2 separate regions of the Gossypium hirsutum genome follow, and region 2 is linked to region 1. Evidence: chromatin contacts called from public Hi-C data. All regions are on one chromosome and are shown on one strand. Each heading gives the region's core, a stretch centred on a gene start, on an enhancer-like site or on the middle of the called end of the contact. The rest is flanking DNA. Distances are from core to core; before and after follow the strand shown. Region 1 has its middle 13 kb from the start of LOC107922586. Region 2 holds the start of LOC107922034 (coilin).

Region 1 (5,546 bases), core at 2,277-4,776:
ACTTTGATCAAACCCCATCTGTAACATTATCCTATTTAAGAAGTCCCACTCCACTCTATCATATGCTTTACTCATATCAAGTTCAACAGCCATGTACCTTTTTTTCCCCAATCTATTCTGTTTCAACTTGTGCAATATTTCATAGGCTAATAGCACATTATCTGAAATCAGCTGACCTGGCACAAAGGCACTTTGCGACTCATCAACACATTTTCCAATAACTTCACTCAATCGATTTGCAATAGCTTTTGCAATGATTTTATAGAGAACATTACATAGGCTAATTGGCCTGAATTGTGACATATTAGATGGAATAGGAATTTTTGGGATAAGTACTATATTTGTAGAATTAATTGAACTTACCTCTCTACTGCCGTTTAATATCTGTAAGCAAAAAGTGGTAACATTATCTCCGACTATTTGCCAACACTTCTGATAAAAGAGGGCTGGGAAACCATCTTCTCCCGGTGCCTTTGTTGGTCCCATGGAAAAAACTGCTTCCATAATTTCCTCTTTGGTATATACTGCTGTCAACTTTCGATTGTCTTCCTCATGAATACACCATTTAATCCCTTCTAATATGCGATCATACTCCCCCTTCATTCTGTTGAAAACAACTTCTTGAAGTAACACCGTGCTATACCTTCCATGTCTTGCAAGTCCCCCATCTCTCTTCCATCTTTATTTTTTAGCTTCCGAATGAGGTTCTTGCTCCTTCTCTGTAACGCTCTGCCATGAAAAAAAGATGTGTTCCTATCCCCATATCTTATCCAATCGATTTGGGCCCTTTGTTCCCAGTAGCATTCTTCTTTTTCAAGCTCGAAATTTAAATTGATTTTCGTATCAATCAGTTCCTCCAAAGTCTCATAATCTCTTTCTTTCTTAGCCAACTCCGTTAGTTTCCTTATGAGAACCTGTTTTTTTCTTCTTTCTTTCATTTTGGATTTGCTCAGCCCACCTTTGTAATCCTTTTTTCAAAAAATTCAATTTCTATACCAGCTCTCCTGATGCGTTCTCCCACAAACTCTTAACTTCATTATCAAAAGACTCTTCCAAGGACCACCAAGCTTCAAATTTAAAATTGTAGCTCCTTCTTCTTTCTTCATGCCTCCTTATGTTAATAAGAAGTGGACAATGATCTTAAAACGAGTGCGCTAAATGCTGAACTCTTACCTCTTGAAACATATTAATCCATTCCATGTTCGCAACTCCTCTATCTAATCTTTCTTGTATGTTGGTCTCCGGTAAGTTTCCTCTTTCCCAAGTAAACCAGCTGCCTTCATAGCCCACATCGTACAATTGACATTCCTTGAGTATTCTTCGAAACAATTCCATTCTCCTCTTATCTCTAGGCAGTCCTCCTTTCTTTTCGGATCCATACATAATTTCATTGAAATCACCAACAACAAACCATGGGAAATCCTTATTAGTAGCCAGGCTTTTCAGAACAGCCCATGATTCATTCCGATCCTGTATATAAGGGGATCCATAGAAACCTGTAAATCTCCACTTGCATCCTTTTTCATTATCGTCAACGAATACATCAATGTGTCTTTTAGAGAAACTGCTCAGCGTTATATCAACCTCATTCCTCCATGTTAAACACAATCCTCCTCTCGTACCTTCTGGATCAACTTCAATACCGTTCGTATAACCGCATCTTCTACGAACTCGTTCCATCTGCTGTCTTCCTAGTTTTGTCTCCATAAAGAAGACCATTTGGGGATTATGTAACTTCAGCATCTGCCGAAGTCTTTTAACCGTCTGTAGTCTCCCTGAACCACGGACGTTCCAGCTTATTATTTTCATTGTGTCCGGTCGGCTTGCCTCTTGGCAGCCGCCGATGATAAAAGGTTGAATTCCACCTTTTTCCTATTTGTTGTACTTGTATTATCCCTTTCTGCATTGCTGAAAAGATCTTCCATCTCCCCCTGTTTTGTTTTTCCTTCCTCCCCTTCTAAGGTCTCATTTTCTAAATCATGTTCCATTGCCATATTTATCTGACTCAAACCAAATTTGCTTTCTCGCCATTCTATAGACGGCACCCCTCCTTCAATACTAAACCCCAGAATTGGGTCAATAATCTTTCCCCCTCATTCATTTGAACTTTCATCCCTATGTCTTGATTCTCCAGATCGATTCTCCCCCCATCTTCCCTTCCCTTTTCCTTCTTCCTCTTCTCGTAGCCATATACTATTCATTGAAAGGGCTCTTCGAGATTGCACTCACAATGATAAATCCCAGCCCAATTCTTCTGTATCTGCCCTTGTCATCATTTTTATCTCATAGAATGAATCATTATGCCCCAATCTTCCGCAGTAGAAACAAAAAAGCGATAACCGTTCATACTTAAACTTGACATATGACCTAACCACATTGCACAAATCTTGCTTCTTCCTTTTCAGAGGCTTCCTAACATCAATCTGTACTCTTACCCTCATATAATTACGATTTTCCTTTCCTAGATTTGAAGTATCATATTCTAGGAAAACACCTAAAAAATTACCCAGTTGGATTGCTAGCTTTTTAGAGAATAATCCAATTGGGACATCATGGATTAGAACCCAGAAAGGAGTAAATATTAGCGGCACTTTTAATGGATCTTCGCCTCTCCCCAACTTATTCAATGATGGCAAGTGGTTATTAAAAGTCCATGGTAGACCTTTTAGAACCCTTTCCATATCCATATTATGATCATAATTGGAACAAATACCTTTTTTCACCAGATCTCTAATTTGGACCCCATAAACAGGGTGCCACAGATTTGCCATAGTGCTTTTCATGGTGGAAAATGAATAACACTTGCTGTTAAGAAACATCCCACAAGCTGGAACTCCCCCACTCCACTTTGATTACCCGGATCTGCCTGAATCTGCAATATTTCTTCTTCTTCCTCATTAATCGATAATTGTGCTAATTCATTCTCCATGGCTACAGGTTGATAAACATAATAACACAAACACCCCTTTTTCAGATTTCAGGAAAAAAGATCAGAAGCAAAGAAGGCAATTGGTAAAACATAACACAAACGATTAAAGAAAAACAAAAACGTGCCAGCGGCGGCAGACCTAAACGTGCTAGGGGAGTAGACTCTTTATTTATTTTTATTAAAATAATTATATTTATTCTATTTCAAATTAGAAAATTTTACACATAAGAATGTGTAAAAATTACACATTTAAAACACAATTGATGGACATAATAAAATGTGCATAAAAGCAATCAAAATAAAACTTTGGTCAAGTGGTGAATTTAAGTTTTTACTAATACAATTAACTTAGGTTCAAATTGTATCATATGTATATTTTTATTGGGCTTGTAAAATAAAAAGATAAGTATCATCGAGTAAGATAACTTATTTTAAATATGAAAGGACATCAAATTAATTTTTTATTATACATCTTTTATGGTTTTTATTATTATTTTCAATTAGATCAAAATACATATTAAATCATTGATTCTAATTTTGACTTGGGCTATTCAAATGAACCTTTTGACTTGGTCTACCGCTTAGATACCCAATATTCTGGTTTCTAGTTTTGTCTCCCGAGATTAATAGCCCAACATGTAACCCTTGTAGGTGGTTTCATATAAACAAGATGACAAATTTTAAATTTTAAATTTTAGCAACTTTAGAATTTTGGGAAATCTGGCCTTTACCGAACCTTGCCCAAATTTGAGGACTGAAACTCTGAAGAAGGATCCACACATAGGGCAACATCGAAAGTCATCTCATTACCTTTTTGTTAATTGGATAACATGACATGTAAAATCATCTATGACTCAAAATTATGTTGCCCAAGTGGATTGGACGACAGACACACTTAGTTGGTTCTTCATCCACTACCTATTTGAAAAGTCTTCAACTCATAATTTCTCTTTCAAGTTCTAAGCTTAACAATAAAATCTCAAATCTAATTTGGACAACCATGAAAGTCATTAAATAACGATATTAGGAAGAACTTCAATAGAAATTTATAATGATTTTTTTTGTATGTATCAAAATTAAACAAATACTATAAAAACAGGTTATGTCTAACATTATTTATGGAAATAGGTTAAGATGAAGATTGGAGAGGGCTTGTGGCAGTTCGCATAGTAGATATGCGGAAAGTTTTTAGAGGGGTTTTAATGATAAAGACAAAGATGTCTAGAGAATTGAGGGGTCTTTTTTTGAAGTCTTCTCTTTGATGATATAACACGCTTTATATGCTTCTTACGATGGTGTCGGTTCATGGGTTTCGAAAGTTGTGTCATTACAAATTTTTGCATGTGTATTGGGATGTAATGAATGGATGTGTGTCACTTTCTACATATTTCCTGTTATGTATTGTCTTTTATCTGTTAGAAAAGTGTTTAGAAAACATATAAGAGTTGACGTAGCAGAATTTTTTAAAAGAAATTGAAAATGATTTTTATGGCGATATCTAAAGTAATAAATTTGATAAAAATTAGTACATGTGTTTCACGGCTCAGGATGTATATCCAAATTACGAAAGGTTATAGGAAAGTGTTTAAATTTTTTGATTAACTCAAACAAAATTCAAAATTTTCAAGTTTTCAACTGAATAATCTTTTCTATTATTCTCAAACTCTTAGATGCTTAGGAAGTTGACACTAACTCAAGGAGCTTTACACAAGAAAAAATTTGAAACTTCAAAAGAGGGAGAAGTCAAAATCTCTATGTATCCTGAAATAGAAATTTTAACTTCTAGACACAAATTACAATCATTAGATATTACAATTATAATTCTCACAAAGTTAAAATTCAAACTCAATAAAATAAAATTTATTTGAGTATAAAAAAATTTACTTAAATATACTTTCAATAACCTTTTACAGAGTTTTCCCTAAGAAAATGATGCATATGAATTTTGGCTAGGTATTTCTAAAGGGATATACACAAGAGTTCAATTCCCATTCAGAGTTCTTACTTAATTTAGGGAAGTTTTAGTCCAAGTAGGACTTTACAGAGGTACAAAGTTGGCGACATACATGGGAAATTACTCTCATTACCGTGGCATGCTATGATCCACTGGTCTAGTCGAATCCGTTCCACTTTTCAAGCTTTTTTCTATAAATAAGAAAAACCAAGATTGAATATTTAATTAATTAAAGAATTTAATATTTCTCCAAATTAATTATTAAATAAAATAGTTTAACCAATCAATTTTAAGTAAATAATTTACACAACTCAATTCAAATTCCATTAAAATCGTCGTAATTTTATTGTATTAGAATTTATGTGCAAATTTATTAAATTATCCAAATATAAATAAACGACAATGATTACATAATTTAATTTTCAATTTAGACTCAATTATTTAATTTATTCATCCAATTAAATAATAATCCTAAGAAATTAAATTAGTCTTAAGTTATCTCATACATTCTCGATAAAATGCACTTACTATGGAATGTAATTCATGCAATCTAATTCACATTCGTCTTTTATATCCATCAATTCATATTTCTCATTATGAAATCCGCTCAGAGTTATATTGAGTTTAACAAAAGGACCAATTGCTATATATAATGAGAGCTTA
Region 2 (5,546 bases), core at 1,020-3,519, 260 kb before region 1:
ACACTAACTCTCAATTGCATCCATGTACAATTTGCTTATAAGCATCTAAAAGTGAAAAAAAAAAAGTGTATATACTCAGTCATCTATGGTAAACAAAAGAAACACTGAATTGTCAACTTCAATAATTTATGTGTAAGCATTATTTCTTTATTGCTAGAACTGCTTATCTGAATCTTGGCCTTAAAAGGTCCAAAATAACTTAACAGTTTTTCTAAAGACTAAATTACCTTTTCCTTTACAAGTTTGGCCTGCTCCCTCAACCATCGCCTTTTAGCCTTTTTACGTCGTGCACTTCTGCTAGGGAGCTGCACAATAAGAAATTAAATAGAAGGTTTGCTTGTGCTATAATTTGAATATGGATAAAGCAATAAACCATTAAGATTGGTTGACAAACTGAAATTTATGAAAGTAAAATTCTAAATTCCACGCCAAGAACATTAACCATCAACATCAAACTATGTTAAGTGACATGGATATGTGTGCTAGCTAGTGCATGGCTCAGGTTTATTGCTCCTACTAACAATGACATTGACTCTTCATGGACACAACACAACTTCATAAACCATTTTTCCAAGATATAAGATACCATCTCGGACATCAATGAATCTTATTAGAAACTAATGATTCATTCCATTCAAAACAATAATGTCAATAATAACCTTTTTAACTTCAGTAGTTGTAATAAGTTCATCAGCACTCCCTTTACCAGTGTTTTGAAGCTGGGAGGACCTATAATACAGAAGCAAGCAAATGAAGAAAAATATAAGAGAAGCAATGACAAGGAAAATAAAAAGGGTTCATTTTGCACAAAATGTGAACCAAAACCAAATAGAGGGATTTAAAACTCCAAACAATATTTTCAAACTTTCTCTCTTACAATACGTTGTAATCACCTACATTTAAGATAAATTTTACCTCCCCAGATTGGTTTTGTCATCACCAGTTTCATCAATTTCAGGGGTGCTTGAATTCTCTGGTTCTCCCTGAATGTCAGCTGGCTTGTCCTTACCAACAACCTTGTCATTGGTGGAAACCTTTTTTTTATGAGAGCTTTTGCTTTTCTTTGGACGAACATCAATTCCATCATCTCCAGAAACCGGATATTTTTCAGCACTAGCCAATTTGCTTTTCTTCTTCCTGAAGGTAAATGTAATTAAAGATAATAAGTAATTACCAGTGCAAGTACTTAACAAACCGAGTAAAAAAAGAAGGTTTAATGAAAATTGTATGAAGTAAATTACCTAGAGCTCGGAAGTTTATCCCGTGCCTTTCTTTTCTTTGAAACCATGTTTTCAATTGGTGTGCTTTCAACTTGTGCTTGATCCTCCAATGGCGCAAGTTCTTGCTCATCTTCTTCCAGTTCGCTTTTGTATCCCCCGGTTTCCTTATCAAACTCCTCATTGGCTAGATGCTTGACGCCGGTATTAACGGGCAGTCGCTCCATTGTTTCCAATTCTTCCAAATAATTCATACCATTTCCAGCCTTAATAATCTCGGCCGATTTCCCTCCTTTCATCTTCACACTGTTTTCATAATTAAAATTTAAAAATGCAGAACAAAGCACACACATTTTACAAAAGAAAAAAGCAGACGATTTGCATATACTAACCTAACAATATCTTTATCTTTTAAAATACAAGTTGGCTCGAAAGGAGGCAAAACAAAGCCATCCATCTGCAATGAAAAATCAATGGCATAACATGGCAACAATATATATATTAGGGCATGACGGGTGCGAGAGGGAAAGAGAGAGGTAGAGAGACATACGGAGAGTATGAGGCCATTAGGGCAAGATTTTCGGAGGTCGAAAATGTGGAGAAGATCGGAGGAAAGATCGAAGATGGTTTGATGTTGGGGTTTAAGGATAAACCAGCTTCGCTTTAGGCCTTGTTTCTTCTGAGACTTGCTGAGAATGTTTGGATCCTCGAACACCAAACGGAGCCTTGCCGTCTCCATTTTCGAAGTCTGAGGAAATTTGAAGAAAACCCAAAGGTGACCTTTGCTATTTGGCCTTCGTTTCGTTTCATAAACCCTCTGCCGGGGTTTCGTGGTTTCTCTACTGTGACTGTGAGTTAGCGACCGTCGACCGTCGAGTCATGATGACTCACCAGCTGTCTGGGTCCGCTCAAAAGGCTTTGGGCCGGATGGTTGCTCCTGGATTAATTCCTTTTCATTGGGCTAAAACTCGATATTCGAACTACAGGCCACAAAGCAGCGGGTGCGATATTTCACAAATTGGTTTGATTGATTCTAGGTTGGAAAGTTACCCAATAATCGAATTTATGTGTAATGATTTATAATTATATATTTGGATAATCACTGTAATTGACTAATCCTATTTATAATTAGAATATTTAATTACACTTTTTAATTATTAAGAGAGAGAGTAAGAATTAGAGTAATCATAATTACACTTAAATCTAATTTTAAAATTATTTTTATATGAATTATAAAAATTATATTATAAGCATGAATAAGTATAAGTGGAATGATTATGGTAAAATAATTTCTTACATTATAATTTTTTTAAAAATTTTAAAGTTATGATAAAAAAGTTTATTATAAAAACAATTTACATGTTATAAAAGTGTTATAAAATATTTATTTCTAAAAAAATTATGGCTAAGAAGTATTGGCATAACTTATTTATATGTTTACGCTATATATATTATAAAAATAATATAGCTGTCGAAACCATTTTTATTTTTGGAAAAAACAAAAATTAGTTCTCGATGAAAAATTGGAAGTCGCCACCAATCTTTTATTAAGGTGTGATTGGATCACCTAAAAAAATGGCTTTGGTCTACGAGTTTTAAAAAATGGGTTCGGGAGTAAATTACGTACGAGGAAGGATTAGCACCCTCGTAACGCCCAAAATTGATACCAAATTGATTAATTAATGTCTTGAAGTCGAGAGTTTGAAAATATATAATCCTTAGCAAAAAAAAAACTTAAAAACGTTACGTATTAAGACCCTTATCATTTCAGAGAAGGAAAATGTCACACCCAATGCGTTAGGGCACGACATTCTAATTTCCCCAAAAATAAATTAGGCCAGAATACGTGCAATTAAAATTTAAAAGAATATCCATTTATTCAAGATTTAAGAAATCGCGGCCCAATACGTTAGGGCACAATTCCTTCAAAGTCCCAAACTTGGAATATTTCCTTTATTAATTTTTAGCAAAAATCTTCATTTCGAGAAATCAATGCGTCACATCCAATGCGTTAGGACACAACGTGTTGAATTCCCAATAATGATTTCTTATTTTTTTTTATTAAAGAGAAATGCTCGATTGTTAGATTTAACGAAGAAAATCGGAACCCAATACGTTAGGGCTCAATTTCCTTGAAAATCCTAAATACAAGCATTCGCTCAATTTTAAAAAGTTTGAAATCGAGTAAAAAAAATGATGTGATATTAGGTTGAATGCATGTATAAATGTCACAATAACAAATACAACAATAATTATAACAATGAGGTAATAACATGAAGTTTAAACAAACTAAATTAAGACAAAAGCAAAAATAACGAATGACATGTAAAATATCAAATAAATGAGCAAAATAAGTAAAATAAATGAAATTATGAAGAATTAGAGGCATACAAATGAATTTTCATGTAAAACTTTGATTTATAAAATTTATAATGTATTTATGAAAACATAAAATATATTAATAATGTCAACATTATCAAAATTCAAAATAAATATGTATACATGAAAAAAACATTAGTTTAAAAATATAAATGCGCATAAAAAATAAATATATATATTGAAAAATAATTGCAAAAATAAAAAATAACAATTACATTATTAAAATTAATTAGGAAAATAATAAAAAAACTAAATCAAATAGTAATTGAAAAATTTTGGGGCAAATCCGCAAATAAATGAAACCCAAAGGACTAATTTGAACACGCGAATTACATAGACGGGCTGGAAGGGAAATTTTCTCCTCTCCTCTAAAACGGCGCTGTTCGAAGAGGACTAAATTGAAATTAAAAACAAATTAAAGGTGATTTTTAAAAAAAAAACTTAATTGTAAAAGTATTAAAAGGCGGAGGGGCTAAAAACGTAATTTTCCCCTCCGCATCAAAACGCGCGGATCCTGGATCCGGATCGGGTCGATGCGCGGATCCCACCTCCTTCCAAACGATGCCGTTTTGATGGGCTTATTTAAGCCAAGTTTAAACCAAAAAAATTTCATTTCCCATTCTTTTTCAAAAAAAAAACTCTTAAGAAACTCTCCCCCCCTCTTCAGTCATCCGGCCTAAGTTCGGCGTCGGCCGGTCATCGGCCACCAGCGGCGATGCCGCCGTATGCGGTGGTCGGAGAGCCGAAAATTTTAGATCTGACCCTTCTAAAGCCTTTTAAACTCGAATCTAACCCCGAAATTGCCAAAATATTGATGGAGAGGGCCCAAATCTCGAGAAAACCTTTCGATTTTCGGCCGTCAATCCTCGGTGACGACTTCCTTGGCCATCCGCGGCGGTTAGGACTCGAATACAGGTTATTTCCTTCCTTTTGTATTTATATTATTTATATAAATGATAAAAATAAATAGATATAATGAAAAAATAAAATAGAAATACAAGTATCAACCTTTAATCGACTATGCTCTCTGTATTGCGAAAGTAAAAGCCTCCGTTTTTTATTTGATTTTTTGGCCCCTATTACAGTATGTTCAATGGCTTTTTATAGCCATTCTCAAAATATATAAAGAAACTAATCTGCTTATATTGATTTGATTTGCAAATCTTCGATCTTGTTTTCCATATACTGTTTATTTCCTTTTTTGTGCACAAATGAAGATTCGGGGGCTGAGATTCGGAGGGCGAGGCTAGGTGGCTGCGGCGCAAGACTCATCACAAAAACCCTAGGGTTTCTTATATTGTGTTGGGCCATTGTTTAGGGCCTCTGCTTATTTCGGGTTTTGGGCTACATAGGCCCGTTGTAATTTGGGCCCTTTTAAGCCCGGGCAAAATCTGTTATTACAGCTGCCCCTCTTTGCTTGTTGTCGGTTAACGAGAACAGAGCAAAGACTTTAAAACTCTTGATTTTGCCCAGTCTTGTCGGATCTTGGTACTCTTCTTCTTCTTCTTCAAGTAGCCTCATTCCTTTCTACTACATCCTCAGAGGTATAGGAACTAATGCTTCAATCTACTTTACTACAACTTTTATAGCTTCAACTTGATTTAGTCCACTCCTGGTGCAACTTCAGGGAGATAAGACTAAATACGATCTGCTCTCTGCAACTTCAGAGAGATAAGATCCAAGGTTTTAATCGACTCTACTGTAACTTTAGGAAGATAGGATTATCGGCTTTAATCTGCTCCACTACAACTTCAGGGAGATGAGATTTGCCATCTTTAGTCTGCCTCACTGCAACTTCAGGAGGATAAGACTTGCCCACTTATTTTGCTCCACTGCAACTTCAAGGAGATAAGGCTAGATGCGATCTGCTCTCTGCAACTTCAGAGAGATAAGATCTAATGTTTTAATCCGCTCACTGCAACTTCAGCGAGATAGGATTACCGGCTTTAA

Evidence for each region. A called contact is a pair of places that touch in the nucleus more often than the background predicts.
Region 2: a Hi-C map of leaf shows a contact between it and region 1, with 4 times the contacts expected there. The contact joins the promoter of LOC107922034 here to the enhancer-like site in region 1. A contact is called at or near these places in 9 of 34 Hi-C or Micro-C datasets (callus, hypocotyl, leaf and 1 more).

What each region holds. Positions count from the first base shown.
Region 1 is chrD01:52,041,226-52,046,771 of Gossypium_hirsutum_v2.1, reverse strand. No RefSeq gene overlaps it. Among protein-coding and RNA genes, the nearest start is that of LOC107922586, 13 kb to the right of the region's middle. Within about 2 kb of position 3,526, at least 9 of the 9 cell types and tissues checked have an H3K27ac peak or open chromatin away from gene starts, as enhancers often do. A contact at or near this core is called in hypocotyl and leaf, where this site is marked.
Region 2 is chrD01:52,296,411-52,301,956 of Gossypium_hirsutum_v2.1, reverse strand. It overlaps LOC107922034 (coilin), which reads right to left and starts at 2,269. Exons shown (of 13, transcript XM_016851858.2): 1 at 1,768-2,269; 2 at 1,610-1,674; 3 at 1,242-1,523; 4 at 916-1,137; 5 at 660-729; 6 at 228-305. The coding sequence starts at 1,956.